Linked DNA regions of Anser cygnoides: region 2 is linked to region 1. The links are chromatin contacts, called in public Hi-C maps. All regions are on one chromosome and are shown on one strand. Each heading gives the region's core, a stretch centred on a gene start, on an enhancer-like site or on the middle of the called end of the contact. The rest is flanking DNA. Distances are from core to core; before and after follow the strand shown. Region 1 holds the start of WIPF1 (WAS/WASL interacting protein family member 1). Region 2 overlaps WIPF1 (WAS/WASL interacting protein family member 1).

Region 1 (5,584 bases), core at 385-2,884:
TCTTTGCTCTTTCCCCAGCTAAACAGACTCCGCAGGCACATAAGAAGCGTGTCCTCTCCATTCGTTGCCTTCTGCTCTTCCTGGATCGCCCCGTGCCTGCCCTCCCCTCACATGCTCCTGCTGCGCAGAGGGCAAAAGCACTCCACAGCAGCTGCATTTCCTCCTCACGTGCTCCCTCCCTGCCACTGCTCCAGCAAAGGGGGAAACCACGCACCAGCAGGGTCCTCCTCATGCTGAGCACTGCCAGGGCCAGCGCAGTCACCCAGCGCTTCACCTAGGCCGCAGAGCCGGGGACACCTTTCCCTCAGAGAGCCACGCTGCCAGAGCAGGCTCCTCTGTGCCAGCACGGCCATCCCTCGTGCCCTTCTGTAAGGCACGGCTCCCCAGCTGGGCACCCTGTGCGTACAGTGTGGAGGCACTAAGTAACGGGACAGGACTTCTCCATGTGGCCTTCTACACCCCCTGTGCCTGGAGGAGCTGGCAGGCATGGAGAAATAGAGGGGAAAAGTCAAAGCAGGCAGGGGCGAAGGGCATGAGTGAGGAGCAGATCACACTGCCCACCCTCTGGAGGCCAGGAAGACTGAGCAGAGCTGCTCGCTAAGGCCCTTTCTTTGAGGAAGCACCACAAGAATAAAAAAAAGCAATTTAGAGTTACCTCACAGTGGATTCCTGAATAAGCACATCCTACTTAGCGGCAGAAACAAGTTCTGTATCACTTCTGTTTTAGTTAGGAGGCCTGAGCAGGGCACGCGGCAGGAGCTGAAGAACACACACTGCCAGAGAAGGGACACAGTCCTGCCCCGCAGGAGATGTTTTTATTGAGAGACGAGGAGCAGCCATCAGCACACAAAGAGGGAAGGCTAAGACCTTAAGGCTGTTTACTCGAGGTCTGCAAACCCAGCTCCTTCGGGAAGCCCCCGAGAGCCAGCTCGGGGGGGCAGAGACCTGCTCGCGGAGCCTGCTCCACAACACCTAGCCACAGGGCTCACCCAACGCCCGCTGGGGATGGCAGCACCTGCTGGGCTGGGTGCCACACGTGCTCGGCGCGGCTCTCCCCACCCACCTCAGCACCGGGAGGGATCCGGTGCCACCAGCCACCTCCACGGAGGCCGGGGCAGAGGCACAGCCCGGGGTGCACCCGGAGGCCAGGCCTCACCCAACACCATCCCCTACCCCGGGGAAAGCAGGAAAGCCAGGGGGAAGCAGGGAAGGAGGGATGCCAGCCCGGCCAGCACAGAGGAGGAGCGGGAGCGGCTTCGGGAGGCAGGAGCGCGTCCAAGCCCGAGACAGAGGAGTCTGGAAGAAAACAGAGAGAGAGAGGGGGGACAGGCACGAAGCGAGGCTCAACTCCCGGCTCCCCGAGGGGCACCGCGCCGCCCCTTGCTTACAGCGGGGCGCCGGGGGGGCCCTGCCGCCTCCGGGGGGTCCCTGCCCGGCGCCCCCCGGCCCCGTCCTTACCGAGCTCCGTCGTGCTGCGGCCGGCGGCGCTCCAGCCGCTGCGGCGGCCGGGGCATGTTGGGCCGGGCGCTATTTATAGCGGCAGGAAGCGCCGCGACGCGGCTCTGGGGCGCCGCTCCCCGCCGCCCGAGAGGCTGCACCGGCCCCGGGACCGGCCCCGGGCCCCGCAGCGCTGCCCGGTGCCCCCCGGTGCCCCCCGGTGCCCCGTGCCCCGTCTTCCCGCGGGGCTCAGCCCGGGAGAAGCGGGGCAGCCCCGCCGCGGCGGCCAGGGAGAGGAGGGCAAAGGGAATTAAGCAGCGGGGAAGACGGAGTTGTTTTGTTTTTTATTTTTTCCCTTTAAGGTCTGCAGTACGCAGAGGTGTGGGAAGGTCAATTACCCCTCTCCGCATGACGGCCCTAAAGGGAGTTGTGCTTCTTGCCTCAATTAACTCACGCAGAGATGGCTTTGCCAGACAAGCGATACTCTGCTTCCTATTCCCTCTAACCGTGATTAAAATTTCTAGAAATAAAACTTCTGTTAACGTCTTTGGGACCAGTGCTGAGGTCTAGAATGGAAAATCATGCCCAAAGTGCATGCTTGGGCAGATAGGAGGGAGTATGGAAGGGCAGGAGGGCTGTGTGCTGGGCGTCTGACCGGGCCAGTAAATTTCACCCTATGTGCTTTTTCGCAGGATTTCACGTTTTGGAGGTATTTGGATGCTTTTTGTTTAGTCCCTGCAAGAATGTGGTCCCGCTCAGCAGCTGCATAACGCTGCTGTCTAAACCAGATGAATGTTAGGGACAGGTGTCCCAAAAAACTTAAATGCATTCTGGATTCCCTTGTAGCAACATGTCGCAGCAAGGTCAAAGACTGAGTAATCTGTGTGCTGGGCTAACCTCTTACAATTTACTTTTGTGTTTTATACTAAGACATTACCAACTGCAACGACAGCATTAAGGCGAGACATGCTGTCCTGAGAGCAATGGCGTTACTGATTTGCCTCCAACGTAAGGTCTCAAATCTTTCCAGCCTTTTATGTAGGTCATTTCTCCGTTTTTGTGCCATTGCATGCTTGGGGCACTGCAATACAGAAAAACAAATACAATGCTTTTTTTTTTCTTCCCCCCCTCTACCCTCTTCTGCCCTACGTGCATGACCTAGATTAGTTCGCAAGCAAAAATTAGGGAGCTCACAAATGGAAAAGCTGCAGGTATTCTCTGCTTACTGCCTTTATGGACTCACAGACCTAAAGCTTCCTAAAGAGGCTCACAAATCCACATGGGGTTCCTAAACTCTGCATACTGTATTTGGGTCATTGGTTAGCTGAAAACAGTTTTGAAGTCACATACAGGCAAACAGCTTCCTCTTGATTAGGTAGTAGAGAAATATCATATGATGTGTTTATTCCTGGCTCCATATGGGATAAGTAACAAACACTCATCCGGACCTGCTTGGTTGTTAGAAGCCAGCTGAAGGGGTTGGGAGGACGTGCTGTGGCAGGGGGGTCTGTGCAGGGATGATGGAAGTGGTAAAAATGCTTGTAAGGAAAGAGTTCTCCCTTTATGGGGAATCCACCGAGTGGCCCATCATCACAGCACTGCCATAGCCTACAAACTCCTTGCAGTCTTGGCTGCTGGTCAGTCTGGCATGCAGTGTGGTAACGAGTGGACTCATCCTGTCCTTGTTCCTTTCCCTCACTCACACTGCAGGTAATCCCCTGCAGCCAGCTGAACTCGGCAGGGCTCCCTGAATGAGCCTGGAAATGGCTGCTCACAGCTTGGTTATTTTCCATAGCCCTGCTCGTCCTTTGTCCTTTAGCAGGGACTGAAGTGTGATTGTTTTAGAGACTCTTGTGTGAAGCGGGGTGTGATTGCCCTATCTCTAGTGGGAACTTCTTTCCAGAAAGGGGGAAGAAACACCACAGCTTTGTTGTAAGCCCGTATCTGCCCCGTTCATCTGAGAGAAGCCTGGGAGACTTTGTACCAATTTCACAACAACGACAAACCACAGAGCTCCTATTTTTCAGGAGGAAAAAGAGGGAAGGTGGGAGGGAATTTACACCCCAGAAGCCAGGAGACTGCACTAGACTTTGTTAGAATATAAAAATTTGCGATCTTGAGATCAGATCCACGTACAGCAACCTTTTAAAAACGGCCACTGTCAGAAACATTTCTGAAGCACTAAACTATCGGTGACTTAAAGGTGACATCTCACATGCCACCACACCAGAACGCAAACATTTCAGGGGTGCAATATGCTTCCTTTACCCAACATCGGCACAGCGTCTATGCATTCTGTAGGACTGCATTACACTTTTTCACTGCTGTCCCCCTGCCCACTGCGGTTTGCTTCAGCTGTGGAAACAGGAACTGCTGAGTCAGCACGCCGATGAAACTCACACTGCTTTCACACATCCCTGGGGAGATGGCTGCAGCGAGGGGGATGGCAGCAGCTTATATCCTGGAGAAAAAACACACACTAATTATCTTAGAGTTGCCTGAAAAAATAGAATCCTTTTTCTTAAAAACTCTCAAACTGAAGAGAGGTTTCAGAACACAAACACTAAGTTTTAGCTGAACGTTCAAAGCTGGCCCATGCACAGTCATGATCAAGCGTTTGGAGTTTACTGAATGTCATTTTTCTGCTTGTTCTGTTGATCAATTCAATTATGTTTTAAAAAGCTAAGATGCAGCTGGCTGAATAGACAGAATAAGGCCATCAAATTTAGCTCATCTGCCTGGTGCTGACGGAGAACAGCAGCCTGTTCTGATTACAGACTCACGCAGAGGTGAAATTACTCCCTTGGAACCAGTACAAGGTAATGGACTTTTAAAAATTCAAATAATCCCCTCAGAAGGGTAAGGGCTCCTGAGTGGTACGAGTGCAAAAGGGGAAAGAGATTTGGGATGACTGCATTTCGGAGGGTAAAATGTCCGTGGCACAGCAGAAAGTAGCTGAAGGTCAGCTAAAGGAACGTGAAGGGGAAAGTTAATTGCCAAATTGTTTAAAAATTGGAAAGAGCATCAGAGTTAAAAAGATGGAGACGTTCCAGTGGGCCATTCTTTTAAAGACATAAATAGGGTGTTATCCACAAGATCAAAGTGAACGAAACCACCTCTAATAGCAAGAAGACGGCAGTCAAAAGAAGGACAAGGTAACTGCTCAGAGAGCTGTTGCTGTCAAGACGACACCTCACCCAGCAGGCCTGCAGGCTGCCTTGAGTTAAATTAGGTCTGCGTACTGCAGAGCCACGGTACTTGGATGTCATTATTTTTTGCACTTATTAGAGAAAGTTCACAGTGAGTAAGCGAGGCCTGTTTCTCATTTTGCATATCAGTAGAACTGCTAGTCAAGGTTCAGAGCCAAAATTTGCCTACTGAATGCAATGGGGCAGCAGAGATGCACATGCAGGTCACCCAGGTCTGTGAATGAGAAATCGTTAGACAATTTGTACTTATACATTGACAGCAAATTAGCTTTGACAGTGACCAAGACAGCACATATACAAGCTCTGAAGCTGCTATTTTAACAGGTATGCAGACATGCTGACAATTTTAAAAGGACAGTAGCAGATGAGAAGACATAGCCTGGATGTAGGTATTCTGTTTTAATGGATGGATAGCAGTAGCAGGGGCTGTCAGTGGTACCTTAGTGTACCTAGGAAAAACATTACCACAAAGGTGATCTAGGAACATACATTAATGGCAGCCCAGACAGTCTGAGTATTCAAAACAAAAAAAGAGAGATGTAGGTAAACTTCCTCCTGAAGTGTCCTGTTGATGTTTGGAGGACTGTCTGTATGGGAAGTCAGAATACAGTGCCCAGATTCTGCAACTCAAGGAGGGAAGTTGTTTGCTGTTCCTCCCCCTACCCCCAGTGCCACATCTTTTGAGACGTACCTAGTTTATCAAGGCTCAGAGTGATACGAAGGCAGAAGATTTACTGTGCCTCTAAGACATATCAAACTATCACAAATAAAAATAAAATAAATTTCAAAACTTTTTCTTTAGAAGGAAATGACTGACAGGGCAGCTAGTTGTGTATGGAGAGAGCCAGAGCTGGAGAGGTGAGCCCATGCACACAGGCACACAAAGAGATGGGACTGGGGGACCAGTACCCTGGAGGTGTTTCGAGGAAACTGAACAA
Region 2 (5,753 bases), core at 1,811-4,310, 38 kb before region 1:
TTCCCATCACAGTCTAGCCTATAATTGCATGGCTGGACCTGGACTGAGTTGTATCACATTTGCTAATCGGTCTGTGGAAACGTCTCCTCTCCCCGGGCAATAAGTGCTGTGCTACCACCACAGCAGGCCTTTGTCCCTTATCCGTCTCCTGTTTCCCTTCCATCTTCCCGATGCCTTTGCTACGAGGGCTTTCCCAGGCTCCTCTCGGCACACACCAAGGTGTGCAGTGAGGCCCAGCGGCAGCTCAGCTGGACGGAGGCCTCTCCTGCACCAAGGCCTGCTGAGGTGCCGCACCATGCCAGGGCACCGCGGGGCAGGCTGAGCAACCAAACCTGGCCAAAAAGATACCAGCCCTGAGTCACCCCTGCCCAGCGACACCCAGCTGGGGCTTTGCTTGATCAGCACCAGGTCCTTAAACAAGCCAATGGTGCCATGCCAAGTCTGCCTTTATTTTTGTGCACTTTCTCTGTGCTGTCCTCAGTCCTGAAGGGGGTTTGCCTGCCTGAGCCGCTGCAGCTTCTCGGCAGGTCTCCTAGCAGGGTTGGCATGGTGTTCTGATTTAAGTGACTGTGAGAAAACAAACTGCTTTATGAGAGTAAGCAAACAAATTGACACTCACACGTCATAAGCAGTACTTGATTTCTCATGTGACTTAACCCATGAAGAACAGAATTTATTTTTATGCCAATTCTGGGCATTTTGTTTTACCCGCTTCTCCCATGTCAGTTAATCTGACGACAGCTAAAACAATTTTCTGCATTCAGACACATAGAACCATTAAAGCATACAAAAACACAGACACGTAGGATCATACTCACTGTCTAGAATTGGAGCACTTCTGTCATTAGTAACAGTCTTCTTTAGCTTTTTTCCTTTGGTAATATCAGATAGCAGAGCATTTCGCCCCGCTTGTTCTGACCTGCTTAGGGTTGGCTTTTCAGTATTTGCCTGCAAAATAAAATGAAAAATGAGGAGGTAAAATAAACCTCAAGTTCCAGCTACAAAGTTCTGCTCAAATACGGTAGTTACCTGAGACCTAAGTTTCTGCTTTAACAGCACTAGACTGGGTAACCTGCCTTATCTGGTTTTGTGAATGACGTTATGAGTAGCTGGCCTTCTCACTGACTTGAGGCCCCGAACAGTGCTGCTACTCTAACCCACACAATTCAGTGGAAACACAACACTTTTTTTTTTTTTGAATATTTTTGAATTCAAGAATCTAATTTCTGAAAGCCAAAGTACATCTATGGAAAATTGCCATTTTGTAGACTGAGTAGTCTGGCCCTGTTCAATCTGATTGCACCAAAAGATGGACATTCTTGAAAGCTGTAGTGAAACTCAAACTATACAAATTCTGGATAACTCAGAAGAAAGATGGAGTTTTAGATATACACACGTGCATGTATATATGATTTCTTCTACGAAACGGTGGTTCCTGAAAAGTTTTCTAACTTATCAGATCAGTGTCATGGAAAAGTCCTGAAAGGTGTTGAGAGTTGCCACGGAGGGACCAAGCACAGAGCTGGTATCTTGCTGATGGTGGGCAGTGAGGGAAAGACTCTTGTGCAGCAGGGCACAGCCCGGCTTATCTGTGTAACCATCTAGGGCTTTGGTATCAAAACGGTTGAGTACTTTACAACAGCATTTCCAGAAGCCTTTCTTTCTTGTCTGCCCGTCAGAGCAAACACAGCCCAGGGCAGGCTTCGTTCCAGCTTAGGCTGATTTAAGCCAGGTCCAATGTAGTCTCACCCACCACGTTGTGCCAGCAGTGGGTCTCGTACCTTTATACCACAGGCTGGCTGAGGGAGCTATGCTGGTTAAGAGCTATCCTTAAAAAAAATTTAGGATTTTAGGGATTGTATTTTGCCAGCTCAGGATCTCTGAACCAGTTCACCACCAGGTCATATAAGTATTAAAGTGGAACAAGGGAGAAGGTGAGAACACATGGCTGGAAAAAAGCAAGGGGAGAGCAAGACTTCAGTTCCTCTGACTTAGACAAGCTGTGCCTCTCCACCCAGGATCCCTGCACCAGATCAAACCACCAACATGGGAGGAGGAGGAAGATGGAGAGTGAATGTGGCTAGAGACATGCACATGGGCGCTGAAAGGGAATGAAAGTAACGGTCCCTCTTGCAGGATCAATCAGCTGTAAACAAAATGTAGGAAAGCTTTCCCCAGATACCATACCCACCCTTGTCATCTTGCTGCATGTCTCTTCCAACATGACAAGCAGCAATAGAGGACAGTGCATACTGTACATCCACCTTCTGTAAAACTTACCAAGGCCAGCGTTGGGGGTGGAGGGGGAGCGGGAGGGGGAGGCACAGGCATGGTGGAAGGCTGAGCTCCAGCTGATCTTGCTAAGAAACCTGCACAGCAAAACACAGAAATGCAAAGACCCAGAGATTATTAAATCTATCACCTTTGGGTGTGCTTTCTACTCAGCTACAAACAAACCCTGCATCAAACAGGATTATCTACTCAATTTTCTAGGACTAAGTAGTCTGTGAAAAGCACTTCATGTTTCATCGTATGGAAAACAGCTGCATCCTTAAACAGGCACTCCCTACATGATCTCCATAGCCAAGCAGACTCACAGACACACACATCTAGTTTTGCATTTTTGTGCCTTGCCACAGCGAAGAGTATGCAAGGATTGTGTGCATGTGTGCAATATGGTTACATGCAACAATAAACAACAAAACTGAATTTTGTTTAATCCAACAATCCTGTTCCCATGGAAGTATAGCAGGATAATCCCACTGCTACACCACCAAACCTTACTTCAAGAAGGCATCGTCTCACACTCAAAAAGAGATGCTGAACTTTTGAAGCTCTTAATTTGGTGGAATATAACACTGCTCTACTATTATGGGCAGGGTGGAACTGCAGACCTCTAGGGAAGACCCATGCTTCTTCCCCTCTCCCTGCTTGCTCTGAAGGAGCCAGGCTCCATCGCCACCTCTGAATGCACTTTCCTCCTTCTCAGGAGCAGCAAAGGCAGCCATGCTCAGAGCACCTTCCCTGGGGAGGAGAAGCAAGCAGGCAGCCTGTCCTCAGCCGCCAGCTGCTGCAGAGGGGAAAGCCTGGCGGCCAGAGACCAGCCTTCCCCAGCTTCCCTGTCTGAGACCAGGCTCCTGCTCTTTCCCACCCCAAGCAGAACTACCTTGGGTAATCTGAGGACAAGCATACGTGAGAGAGAAATTCAGTGGAACAAAATATTAAAGAGAGAAAAAAAAAATAAGCAAAGCACTAAAGCACTGAGGATATATTTTTTTTTCAAGTCAAAAGGGTTTTTTTCCGGCACACTGCTAGTTGGAAACGTGCCTAATGGAGGGTCCAAGGTTCTCCTAACGGTGCTGTGACATTTCAGCAATTTGGTGCGCTGTCTGCCTCTAAAAATGCTTTTGCTTCAAGAGACCTGCTGACGGGCTCGGCCTTGCTCTTGTGCAGGAGGCGCGCAGAGCATCCTGCCATCAGAGGCGAGGGCCCAGTGGCAATTAGCCACTGTGTGCACCGTGTTTACACGTGGCAGGTCAGCGTGACAGCAATGGGGGTTATTCTCCAAATAACGCCACGCTGATGTCCCCATTCGGTTGCTTACAAGAATACACATCTCTCACTTTCTGAAGTCACTTAATTGGTTTTGAGAAAACTAAGGAGAACGGTAGTAATGCAATCTCTGCCCGATCAGCTTCGTGGTAGGTACAGCATGCTTCAGAGGTTGAATGAACACCAGGAAAACGTTCAGAATGAAACAAAATGGCCCTTGCAGTTATCATCTGAGGTGGGCCCCCACCTACAAAGTCTGTGATACCTCTGAGATGATCTGTGATAGGTGTGTTAGAAAAAAAAATGGTTAGCAGTACAGCTGTATCCTGTCAGATGCTCAGGCTTTGGCAGAATTAGAATATAGATAATAAAGCCACACCAAAAACTGCTGAGCTGCCTTCCTGAGATGAGAATGCTTAGTCTCTAAAAGGAGACTTTAATGGATTTCGTCTAAAATCTTGAGAGAGAAAAGGGCTTGGAGAGGAAACAACCACATCACCCCTAAGTCTAGCTGACTAGCGAGAAAAAAAACAGGAGTTCAGAGTGGCGCGAGGCATTACCGCTATCTCTCGCGTGGCGAGGTTTTATTTTCCTCTGCTGCAGAAGCTGTTGCTCTTTCCTGTTACTGAGAAAGCACGAGCAGAGCAGAGGGGAAGCTGACAGACGGCCGGACTGACAAAGAGGAAACTGTGCGAAGCCAAGTCTGCGCAGCGCTGTGCAAACACACGCACTCACAAAATCCTGCAAACCCACACACGTTTTCTCATCCACCCTGTGGGCAGTTACCTCTCCTACGAATGCGTCGCCAGAGAAGCACAAGGTTCAGATTTGAAGGACCCGCTTGAATCCGCTTGTCCTTCGCACTTCCATATTCCCAGCTCTCAGTCCTTACATAAAACTGCGCAAAGCCCCAGCCTTTCCTGATCTTAGTATCCTAAATTCAGTATTTTAAATCTGAACTCTATTAAAAGAACTAAGACTAATGCTGCTTTGTTCTTCAACTTCCTGTTTAAAAAAATAGTCAACAGGAAAATTATTTCTTGCAGCAGACCACAACCATCCTGTTTCTTAACGCAGCCTTTTCGCAGCTGCAGTTGTCTCTAGCGTAACTGTGCCAGTAAGCTACTTCACCAAGCTTTTAACTCCTTCAACTGCTTAAAACGAGAAAGAGAAACTGCTCCCTGCACTGCTTTGGTAAGAGACTGAAACAGTCCTCGTAACGGACCCTGAATCTTCTTGGGGCTCCACGTGCCAAGGGAAAAGCCCCTTGAGCAGGGAGGGTAAAGTCTGGTTTGTAATCAGACTTTTAATGAATTCCTCAGGCAGCTCGAACCTGCACGCAGCAGGTGAGCTAGCTGGTCTAGGAAGAACCTTCTCCAAAAAGCAGCATTTTCGCAAATGTTTTAACTCACCCACCTCCCTGTTTGTTAACCTCTTGCCTTCTGCATGCTCGTGCTGTTCTTTTCTCCTTTCTTTCCTTTTCACTGGGTTGTTTTAGGTCAGTTTTGTAAGGAATTGATGGCAGTGGAGGGGAAGCAAGGTAGGACCCAAAGCCTGAGCTCTCTAATGGGAAGCTGCTACCCACAGACTCACCCTGCCTCTCCAAAACCCTCCCTGCGCACTTTGTTTGCAGGGGGGCCAGAGGGAAACGGCACCGGGGGCCTCCTGCTTGCCTATGCCTTCTTCCAGAGACCTATAGTAGATAGATACATAGGTATCCATGTATACATAGAGACATCTTTCCATACAGATGTATAGTTGTCTCTCTCCAGATGTGTATAAATCCAAATATAGAGATATGCACCCAAACATAGAGATGTGCTTATATAGAAACATGTATAGATGTATATATAAATCTATACTAGCTCTGTATCTAGTTTCCGCTCTTGTCCTGTCGAGAAAGGATGCTTCTCCGACGTGCCCACAGCGATCAGCTGCAGACTACCTAACACCTCTTCTGGTATCGAAGGGTTTTCTCGGCAGGGCAGGGGTGGAAGCCAGATCTGCAGCTGCATGCCGGTCAGCTTAGCATCTAGCTGCTGCTCAGCAAGCCCTGTGGCCCTGATGCAGCTGCTAGAGGGTCTGGAAAACAGCATTTTGCAGGGCAAGCTTCTGTAGCAGGCCAAACTCGGGAAGCACTGGCCTCAAGTTTAGTGCAAGTATTCTGCAGAATTGTTTGCATGCGGCGTCCTTGCTTTGAT

The links. Hi-C and Micro-C count contacts between places; a contact is called where the count stands out from the background.
Region 2: a contact with region 1 is called in a Hi-C map of liver, with 2.1 times the contacts expected there. The contact joins the enhancer-like site here to the promoter of WIPF1 in region 1. A contact is called at or near these places in 3 of 7 Hi-C or Micro-C datasets (all in liver).

What each region holds. Positions count from the first base shown.
Region 1 is chr6:19,661,493-19,667,076 of Taihu_goose_T2T_genome, reverse strand. WIPF1 (WAS/WASL interacting protein family member 1) reads right to left here and starts at 1,634. Exons shown (of 9, transcript XM_066999774.1): 1 at 1,459-1,634.
Region 2 is chr6:19,700,843-19,706,595 of Taihu_goose_T2T_genome, reverse strand. It overlaps WIPF1 (WAS/WASL interacting protein family member 1), which reads right to left. Exons shown (of 9, transcript XM_066999774.1): 3 at 2,281-2,369; 4 at 819-948. The coding sequence starts at 2,331. Among named protein-coding and RNA genes, the nearest start is that of GPR155, 29 kb to the left of the region's middle. Within about 2 kb of position 3,060, at least 1 of the 3 cell types and tissues checked has open chromatin away from gene starts, as enhancers often do. A contact at or near this core is called in liver, where this site is marked.